Linked DNA regions of Mus musculus: region 2 is linked to region 1. Evidence: chromatin contacts called from public promoter capture Hi-C data. All regions are on one chromosome and are shown on one strand. Each heading gives the region's core, a stretch centred on a gene start, on an enhancer-like site or on the middle of the called end of the contact. The rest is flanking DNA. Distances are from core to core; before and after follow the strand shown. Region 1 overlaps Zfand6 (zinc finger, AN1-type domain 6). Region 2 has its middle 74 kb from the start of Olfr291.

The links. Capture Hi-C pulls out chosen DNA fragments and counts their contacts.
Region 2: a contact with region 1 is called in a promoter capture Hi-C map of adipose tissue. The contact joins two enhancer-like sites. A contact is called at or near these places in 2 of 39 promoter capture datasets (the C10 cell line and hippocampal neurons), 2 of 15 datasets of contacts at CTCF or cohesin (CD8 T cells and the NIH/3T3 cell line), 1 of 484 Hi-C or Micro-C datasets (Th1 cells) and 1 of 9 other capture datasets (adipose tissue).

What each region holds. Positions count from the first base shown.
Region 1 is chr7:84,630,314-84,634,519 of GRCm38.p6, forward strand. It overlaps Zfand6 (zinc finger, AN1-type domain 6), which reads right to left. Exons shown (of 7, transcript NM_001360578.1): 2 at 3,926-4,096; 3 at 3,572-3,680; 4 at 2,343-2,443. The coding sequence starts at 4,079. Among named protein-coding and RNA genes, the nearest start is that of Fah, 26 kb to the left of the region's middle. Within about 2 kb of position 1,733, at least 11 of the 459 cell types and tissues checked have an H3K27ac peak or open chromatin away from gene starts, as enhancers often do. A contact at or near this core is called in adipose tissue, where this site is marked.
Region 2 is chr7:84,777,302-84,781,507 of GRCm38.p6, forward strand. No RefSeq gene overlaps it. Among named protein-coding and RNA genes, the nearest start is that of Olfr291, 74 kb to the right of the region's middle. Within about 2 kb of position 2,425, at least 282 of the 459 cell types and tissues checked have an H3K27ac peak or open chromatin away from gene starts, as enhancers often do. A contact at or near this core is called in adipose tissue, where this site is marked.

The DNA.
Region 1 (4,206 bases), core at 483-2,982:
GAATGAATTTATGAAATTTTTAGGCAAATGGATGGACCTGGAGGGAATCATCTTGAGGTAACCCAATCACAAAAGAACTCACACAATATGTACTCACTGATAAGTGGATATTAGCCCAGAAACTTAGAATACCCAAGATATAAGATACAATTTTCAAAACACATGAAACTCATAAAGAACAAAGACCAAAGTGTGGACACTTTGCCCCTTCTTAGAATTGGGAACAAAACACCCATGGAAGGAGTTACAGAGACAAAGTCTGGTGCTGAGACGAAAGGATGGACCATCTAGAGACTGCCATATCTGGCGATCCATCCCATAATCAGCTTCTAAACACTGTCACCATTGCATACACTAGCAAGATTTTGCTGAAAGGACCCAGATATAGCTGTCTCTTGTGAGACTATGCCCGGGCCTAGCAAACACAGAAGTGGATGCTCACAGTCAGCTATTGAATGGATCACAGGGCCTCCAATGTAGGAGCTAGAGAAAGTAACTAAGGAACTAAAGGGATCTGCAACCCTATAGGTGGAACAATATGAACTAACCAGTACCCCCAGAGCTCGTGCCTCTAGCTCCATATGTAGCAGAAGATGGCCTAGTCGGCCATCAGTGGAAAGAGGCCCATTGGTCATGCAAACTTTATATGCCTCAGTATAGGGGAACGCCAAGGCCAAAAAGTGGGAGTGGATGGGGAAGAGTGTGGGGGACTTTTGGCATAGCATTGGAAATGTAAATGAAATAAATACCTAATTAAAAAAATTTTGCAGCCTTCCTAATATGACATAACTACTTTCTTGGCTAATGCACTCAGGGTAAGCTGAAGGAAACTTTGACGTTCTCCAAACATCAAATTGGTGTAAAGCACCTACGCTGTTGTGTTATTAACTCACCCTCCTTTATCAAACCGTTCAACTCTCAACTGCAACTTTAATCTTTGTTCATTTTGGTCGTCTTATTTTTCTGAGACAAGGTCTCACTATGTAGCCTTTGCCGTCCTGGAACTTGCCATGCAGAACAAACTGGCTTTGAATTCAAAGAAATCAAAGGCATGCACATCACACCCTTTAATTTTTACAAATTCTTTTCACACAGAAATTTAAAATGTGTTCTGTTTAAGACACCCATAACTCTCCTGAGTGAGTGGTATTTTTGTTCTTTTCTTTTCTCTGCTAACCTCCCTCTCAAAACTAATTGCTCCTGGGATATCCCTTTGGTTGTGTCTATGGCCTGAACCTAATCAGGATCAGATGGCTGTTTTCTGTTCCTTTCCCTCCTGCTTTGCTTTCAAACTCTATTCTCACTTTAGCAGTCTATACCAGACCATCTAAAATTCAGGAACAATTCTCATCACTTTCCTTTTACCTATCTACACCTTCCAAATATTTTTTCAAATTTTACATTATCACCTCTGCCTCACTCAACATCATTTTTCTGTAACAGGCTAGAGAGATGGCTCAGCAGTCAGAAGCACATACTGCTCCTGCAGAGGACCCAAGTTCAATACCCAGATCCCACACAAGCAGCTCACAACTGTATACAACTTCAGCTCTTCCGGTCAAGTACTGACAGGGCAAGAAGTAAAGGATATCTATATTATTTAATATAAAATTCAAGGAAAAAGTTGAATATTCCAGATCATCTGTTACCAGAATGCCTACACTATACATGATGCAGACGTCAGTGTGCTGTCTCCTTAAACCATGCCATGGTGTCACACAACCCTGAACTTATCTTTGCACAGTAAGCTCCCTTGGCTGACAGGATAACAGAGCCTAGCAAAGATTATGAAACCTCCTAAATGCCTCCCCATTGCAAGTGCCTTCAGATAAGTTTCTCAGAGTTCTTGGATCATTTGAATCCATGGAACCAGGGTGAGAACATGGGGTGCCGCACTTATGAATGCAAGGAGCTGGATGTGACCACTACTCTGTAGTTCACACGGGGAGAGGAGTGCCTGGGAAGCAGGAAGAAAAGCCTCCCGGATAATCAGTCAAAACCAAAATCAGCAAGCCAGTAGTCCCAGTGCTCGGAGAGGAGAGTTTTGGGATTTAACTGCCTAACACAACAGAACATATAGTATAATACTTCTATTGCTCACTCTAATTACATCAGATTTGAATCTTCTGTTTACTCTGATCTAATTATATACAAGTGGAAAGTAGATCCCAACTATTAAATATTTAAGAATTTAAATATTTGAGAATTTAAAATACTCTTCTCATAACAAAACTAACAAAGCATATACAATAAGCAGGTACTGTTCTAAATACCCACATCTATGCTAGTGCCCGGCCTACAAAACTCAAGTGTTAAACAAACACATGCTATCATTTGCAAACCTTGCAGGTCTTCTGTCTCAGATACTGCTTTGTCCACAGATGTACTGTCCACTTGGGAAGGTGCTACAGATTCTGATAAAAGTGACTGATTTGACACAGGGCTAGAAAAGCAAAAGATATTTTTATTTTTTTAACATAAAGTTTTTTAAAATTACTTTTCTAATTTTAGAGATAGGGGCTTGTTCTGATGCCCAGAATGGTGTTAAACACCTGGGCTCAAGAGAATCTCTTAATTCCTTCAGGTAAGTGCTGCTGGACTCAATATTATTTCAGTTTGAAAAGTTCACCTTCTAAATATCCAAACAAACTAAAAGGACATAGTATACCACTTCCTATAGAAAACAGAGACACTTGTAACCTACCATGATCATAGGGCTGGGAAACCACAGGCTAAGTACGGCCAGAAGTCTATGCTTAGGAAACCAAAGCAACAGCGTGCGTGCGTGCGTTTTAACACATCCCAAATATTACATGAATGCTCTAAATGAAAACTAGCATGATGCAGCCTTGCTTCAGAAATGAAAACAAAGTTGTAAATGAGCATCTATGATGAATTTTTAAAAAGGAAACAGTGTAAAAACGTAATAGCCTAGTTTATAACATAATAAAATGGAAAAAAAGCATTTCCTTCCTTCCTTCCTTCCTTCCTTCCTTCCTTCCTCCCTTGCCCAAGAGGAGCCTTAAATTGTCTGTATAGTTTGCCCTAGCCTTGAATGCCTAGTCTTCTTGCCTCTGTTTCTCAAGTCAGAGATTTTATGGGCATGCACCATGATTTTCAAAGGTTAAACATGTTATTTCTGTATGCATCCCTCTATCTCTAATTTCAGCGCTAAAAGCAAACATATATTATAAAACAGAAAAATTAGTATTGCCCCATGATAAAAACAAAGAATCTGAACCAAGGCTCTTCCGATTCAAGGCACTAATATTTGTAGACCAAGGACTATAGTGTGAAGAACTAACTTTAGAGGGACTTTGGCAGCGATCAGTATGCAGTGTGAAGAATAAAGGAAAAGATGTCTGAAAAGGGGATTGAAGACTTGAAAGAGCTCTCCTTTAACAAAGAACAGTACAAAGCATCTTGTAACTAGTGAGTAGTAAGCAGTCAGATACAATTCTAGGCCAGTAAATCCTGCAGTAGCTTTAAAGCATTCCTTTGTGAAGTGATTAAAAACTATCGTAAGATCAATACTCTTTAGTTTCAGTCATGCTTCAGAAAGTCACCTTACCCTGGCTGCATAGATGAAGACGTAGAATCTAGCGCTGACTGAGCGTCTGGGACACTGCCATCTGCGCACTGTACTGGTAAGGATTCAGACAGACTGCTGACAGAAGCTGCTGTAACACAACCACATTATAGGTTAATATTCTAACATCCTAAGGCCTGGTAAATGCAAAGGAAGATCAATTCCCACAAAACATACTATATAGGTTTCCCTTCTTTAGTATTCCCTACCTTTTTTTTTTTTTTTAATTTTGCTTTAGTGATATGAATGTCTTATGTATGACAGATGTGAAAGGAGGTATTGCATATTTCCCATGTGTCGTCAGAAACACTGCTGGGTTTCAGCTGGATTACTTACCAGGTGGGCTTATTCTACCATTGCTACTGTTCTGTCTTTGAAGATGTTCTTTATAGCATACTGAACACATGCCATTTGTACGAGGGTTTCCATAAAATCCGCAGCCAGTGGAGCAAAGCATAGGTGCTTGGCTGTGATTAGTTTCTTGAGCCATGTTCTTCTGTTGCACACCTGAAATTTGCAAATAATTAGTAAAGAATCCCAACACAAGACTTCAGTGTTACATTATCCAAATCTGCTTTCTATAATGAAGGGAAAACCATCTTTATGCTTTTTTCCTA
Region 2 (4,206 bases), core at 1,175-3,674, 150 kb after region 1:
CTCAGTTTGCTCGTGCTTGTATTCTATTTTGACTTGCCAAAAATGTGTATTCAAACCCTTTGCCCATTTGGAAAACTTGATTATTTATTGCTTAGTTATTAGTTCTATACATAATCTGGGTAAAGGTTTCTCATATAATTTTCAACTATTTTTTCCATTCTTTAATTTGTCCTTTTGTTCTCTTGATTATCTTTTGACAATCAATGAAATGCTTTAATCTAAGTCCAAACTTCCCTTTATTTACTTATATCTTGTGTCTTTCCTGAATCAACTTTACAAATTTATGATTTTTTTCCTTCTAAAGGCTTTATTTTGCTTCCTATATTTAGACTTGGCATCTATTTTGATTTAAAATGTGAATACAGTGCTAGAGAGAGGTCCATCTTTCCTCTTTGGCCTATGAACACTTACTTGTCTTGGCATCACTTGTTGAAGATTAGCCCTTACAGAATTATCTTGAGGGCTGGAGAAATGGATCAGTGGTTAAGAGCACTGGTTGCTCTTCCTGACTCTTCCTGAATATGGGGATTCAATTTCCAGTACCCATATGACAATTCATTTGCCTCTGTCCAATTCCAGAGGATGTGATGCTCTCTTCTGGCCCCTTTGGGCACTGCATGCCAGTGGTACACACACATGCCATCCACTTCATGTATCATCTGTCTATCTGTCTGTCTATCTGTCTATCTATCTATCTATCTATCTATCTATCTATCTATCTATCTATCAAGTATATATGTGTATATAAAGATTTATCTTGAACAGTCTTGTCATTAAATTGATTATCCAGAAATGGTGAGGAAGAACCCTTAATTGCCAGCTTCCAGAACTGTGGGTGAACACACTCTTGTCTATTGTAAATTACCCATTATAAATTTCTGGTTATTATAAACAGGTATTCTGTTATGGAAGCCAGTTGTTTAGACCTTTATCCACAGAAATACAAGTCTTTGCAGTATATGCTATAATTTTTCCCCAGCTTGTTAGATATCATTTTGTTTTTTGCTGTGACAGTTTAAAGTATTTTGTTAGCAAAGCTATCTACCTTTTGCTTCACTACCTATGCTTCTGAGAAAAGATTTTCTCAATAAGGTTATTGTCTTATTTTCTTTGGAACTTATAGAGTCAGTTTTTACACTATATCTCTAATTAATTTAGGTTTTTTTCCTTATGAATGTTGTTTCAACACTTATTTATTAAAAAAAAAGAATGTCCCAGTGGTTTGAGATGGCTTTAGATCTATTTTCTGCCTTTCCGTTAGTCCACAGTCCCTTTGAGTATTACAGCATCAGCACTGCCTTATAAATCAGGCTTTACAGTCTGACTTAATATCTGGAAGCCATAATCTCCACCTGTGATCTTTATTTTCAATGCTTTTTTTTTAAAAAGTTTGAAATGCTTGAATTCTCATATGAACTCACTGTTAACATGGGTCTACCAAACTTTCACATTACCTTGTAAAATTTTAGAATCCAGCTTGTTATTTAAAAGATTTAAGACCTTTATAGGCTGAAAATGAACTCTTAATCCACTGGATTTCCTGGTTGTTCATATAGGGTAACTGTAGTGCTCTTCTCTATATGTGCGACAGTGTTGTTACCAGACTCTCCCAACACAGAAGTACCCCAGGGTCTCTCTCCACTTTCCAATAAGCTTTCTGTGAAGACTTCCTACAGGAGAACCAAGTTCGAGTTATTCTACAGTGACATGACTGCCGAACTCTGTGACAATAAAGATCAGGATGACTCTCTCTGAATTCTAAATTCTCCAGAGGTAAGAGAACAACGTCCTCTAGGCAGGGCCTATTTCTGTATGTGGTCCATGTGGTTCACCAGCCAAGGTACCCACTCAAATGGAGGAAGATGCCTTGTAGGTCGAGGGAGTCTTTTGTTCTTTAACCTATAGGAATTAGTACCTGGGGGCAGCAGGTCTTTTTCTATCTTGCCACCTCAATCTAGCAGTCCTCAAGGAGCCAACAACAGGAACCTGGGCTGCAGCACCACTAGCAGTGGGCAGCACCAGACACCTCATCGCCCCCTGCTGGAGACAGCGTGTGCCGCAGGCGAGGCTGGATAGCGTTGGCCCCTGTGATCTCAGTTCTTTCAGAATCGAAGGACGCTGAGCGATGGGTATAGATGAGGCAGCATCTGCAGCCCCCATGGCTGGAGGTCCCAAATTCTGAGGCGATTGTATAAGCCCTGTGTACCTCGCATCACAGAAACTACGGTTTTGAAAGTCCAATACACACGTTTTTTTCTCTTTCTTTCTTTCTTTTTCTTAATCTGCGCAGGCGCAGTTCCGGCGCGCACCCGGCCTCTCAGGTGGGTACGTGTCATCCGGTGGGGCCGGGTCCTCCCGTGTTGCTCACGTCCACAGTGAGACTCAAGTCTTCTTTTATAACGCGTAGTCATTTTGGGAGCGCGCTTTTGATCCGATGGTCGCTCTGGCCACTTGGGGGCGCACAAACTTGTAGTTAGCTCCTCTGAGAGCATTGGCCTGTCTGGTAGTGGATTTTGTTTTCCAGAATGAAACCCTTGTCCCATTAAGAGGAAGACTTTGTCAGTGTTTTAGATAGAGCACGGTAAATGTAGGTTACTTATTATTCAACATCTAGTAGTACCCGAGGGATGAAAAAAGATGATATCTTCCCTATAAAGCAAGAGAAAATCGTGAAGACGAAGAATACAAAAACAACAGCCATGTACCTATGTATGTATGTATGTATGTATGTATGTATGTGGCAACCTAGATGGGAGAGCTGGAACATTTTCTAAAGGAATATGATCAGGTGAGTTTACACGAGGGAAACAAGTGATGTTTTCAAAGGAAAGCAGAGTGATGGAGCCTTGGAAGACACATCTGGATTTAATCTGGCTTCTCTGCTTTTGCATTAGCTTCATCTTTGTACTGGTTAATTCTGAACCTGTTTCCTTATCAAGATAATAATAGATAAAATTACCCTTGCAAACCCATGGTGAGAGTTAGAGTTGTGGAAAGAGAGGTAGGATGAACGTTTTTTTTTTTTTTTTTTCTTCCTGTACTGGCTAAGTTAGCATTCAGGGTTATCCTTATAGTCCCTGAAAGGAGCAGATTGCTTTTCTGTTTTGCTTTTGTTTCTTTTTGTTTTCTGTTTTTGTTTTGCCAGGGATGGGAAACTAGGGCCCCAGGCATCCTGGAATAGCAGCTCTATTGTCTGGGTTTACTATGTCAGAAACATGATTGGACATGTTTGTGTTTTTCTACGTCAGAGTTTATTATTAATATTACTATTGCAATAAATTGACAATGTATAGAGGTTTTAATGGCAGCTATTTGGAAGATATTTCTGCTTTCCTTGGCAACCCTGGATGAAGTAAACACAGTTTTTTTTTTTATTCTACTCTTAATATTAAATCTCAGTTCACATAGTACACAACTCATCTTAGCATAAACTCCCTCCCCCCTTTCTTCTTAAAAAACCATTCCTGCAGTGCTTCCTGCTGCTGTCTTTGTGGGGTGCAGAGCAGCCCACTGATCCTTCTAGGGTAAATAAATCTCCTTTGGAGTAAGGGTTTGGTGTATGGGTGTGTTTTGTGTAGACTTGGAGGTCCTTTCATTTTGGTGATGTGACTAAGATTGGCTAGTAGCTCTGCCCTCCCTTCTACACTTTCTGGTCCTTCTGTTGCCTCAACTTCTTATCCCCCATTTCTTGCTGTTTCAAGCATCCCCTAGGTTTTTTGGGTTTTGATAGATCATTGAGCATTCCTGCTCTGTTCTATTGTCCCTGCTCTGTCTTGTGGGACCAGAAAGACTGCACCGAGCCACAAACTTTATTGGTTTGGGCAGACTCGTATGGATGATTCGTAGGCATTTTCTGTTGAGTTTGGCATTGTTTGTGGATTCCCCTTCAAAATCTGGTGTCTGTTATTAAACGTCCAAAAATCCTGTTAATAGGTTAAAAAATGTCTAGTTTCCTTTACCTCAGACCTTACCACCTTTATCAAACATTTTATAACACAATCTTGTGACCATACCTTTCATGACGTCTCTATGCTCCTTTCCAATAACCTCCTCTCTGGGTAATGCATACATGTATGGAAAAAGGCCTGTGACCATGCAGATCAAATACACCAAACACACAGGACCTACCTTGCCAGAGCTGCAGCAGCCTCTAACATAGATACTCATTGAGATTACAATGACGGTGATGATTATCAGGCCAGGGAC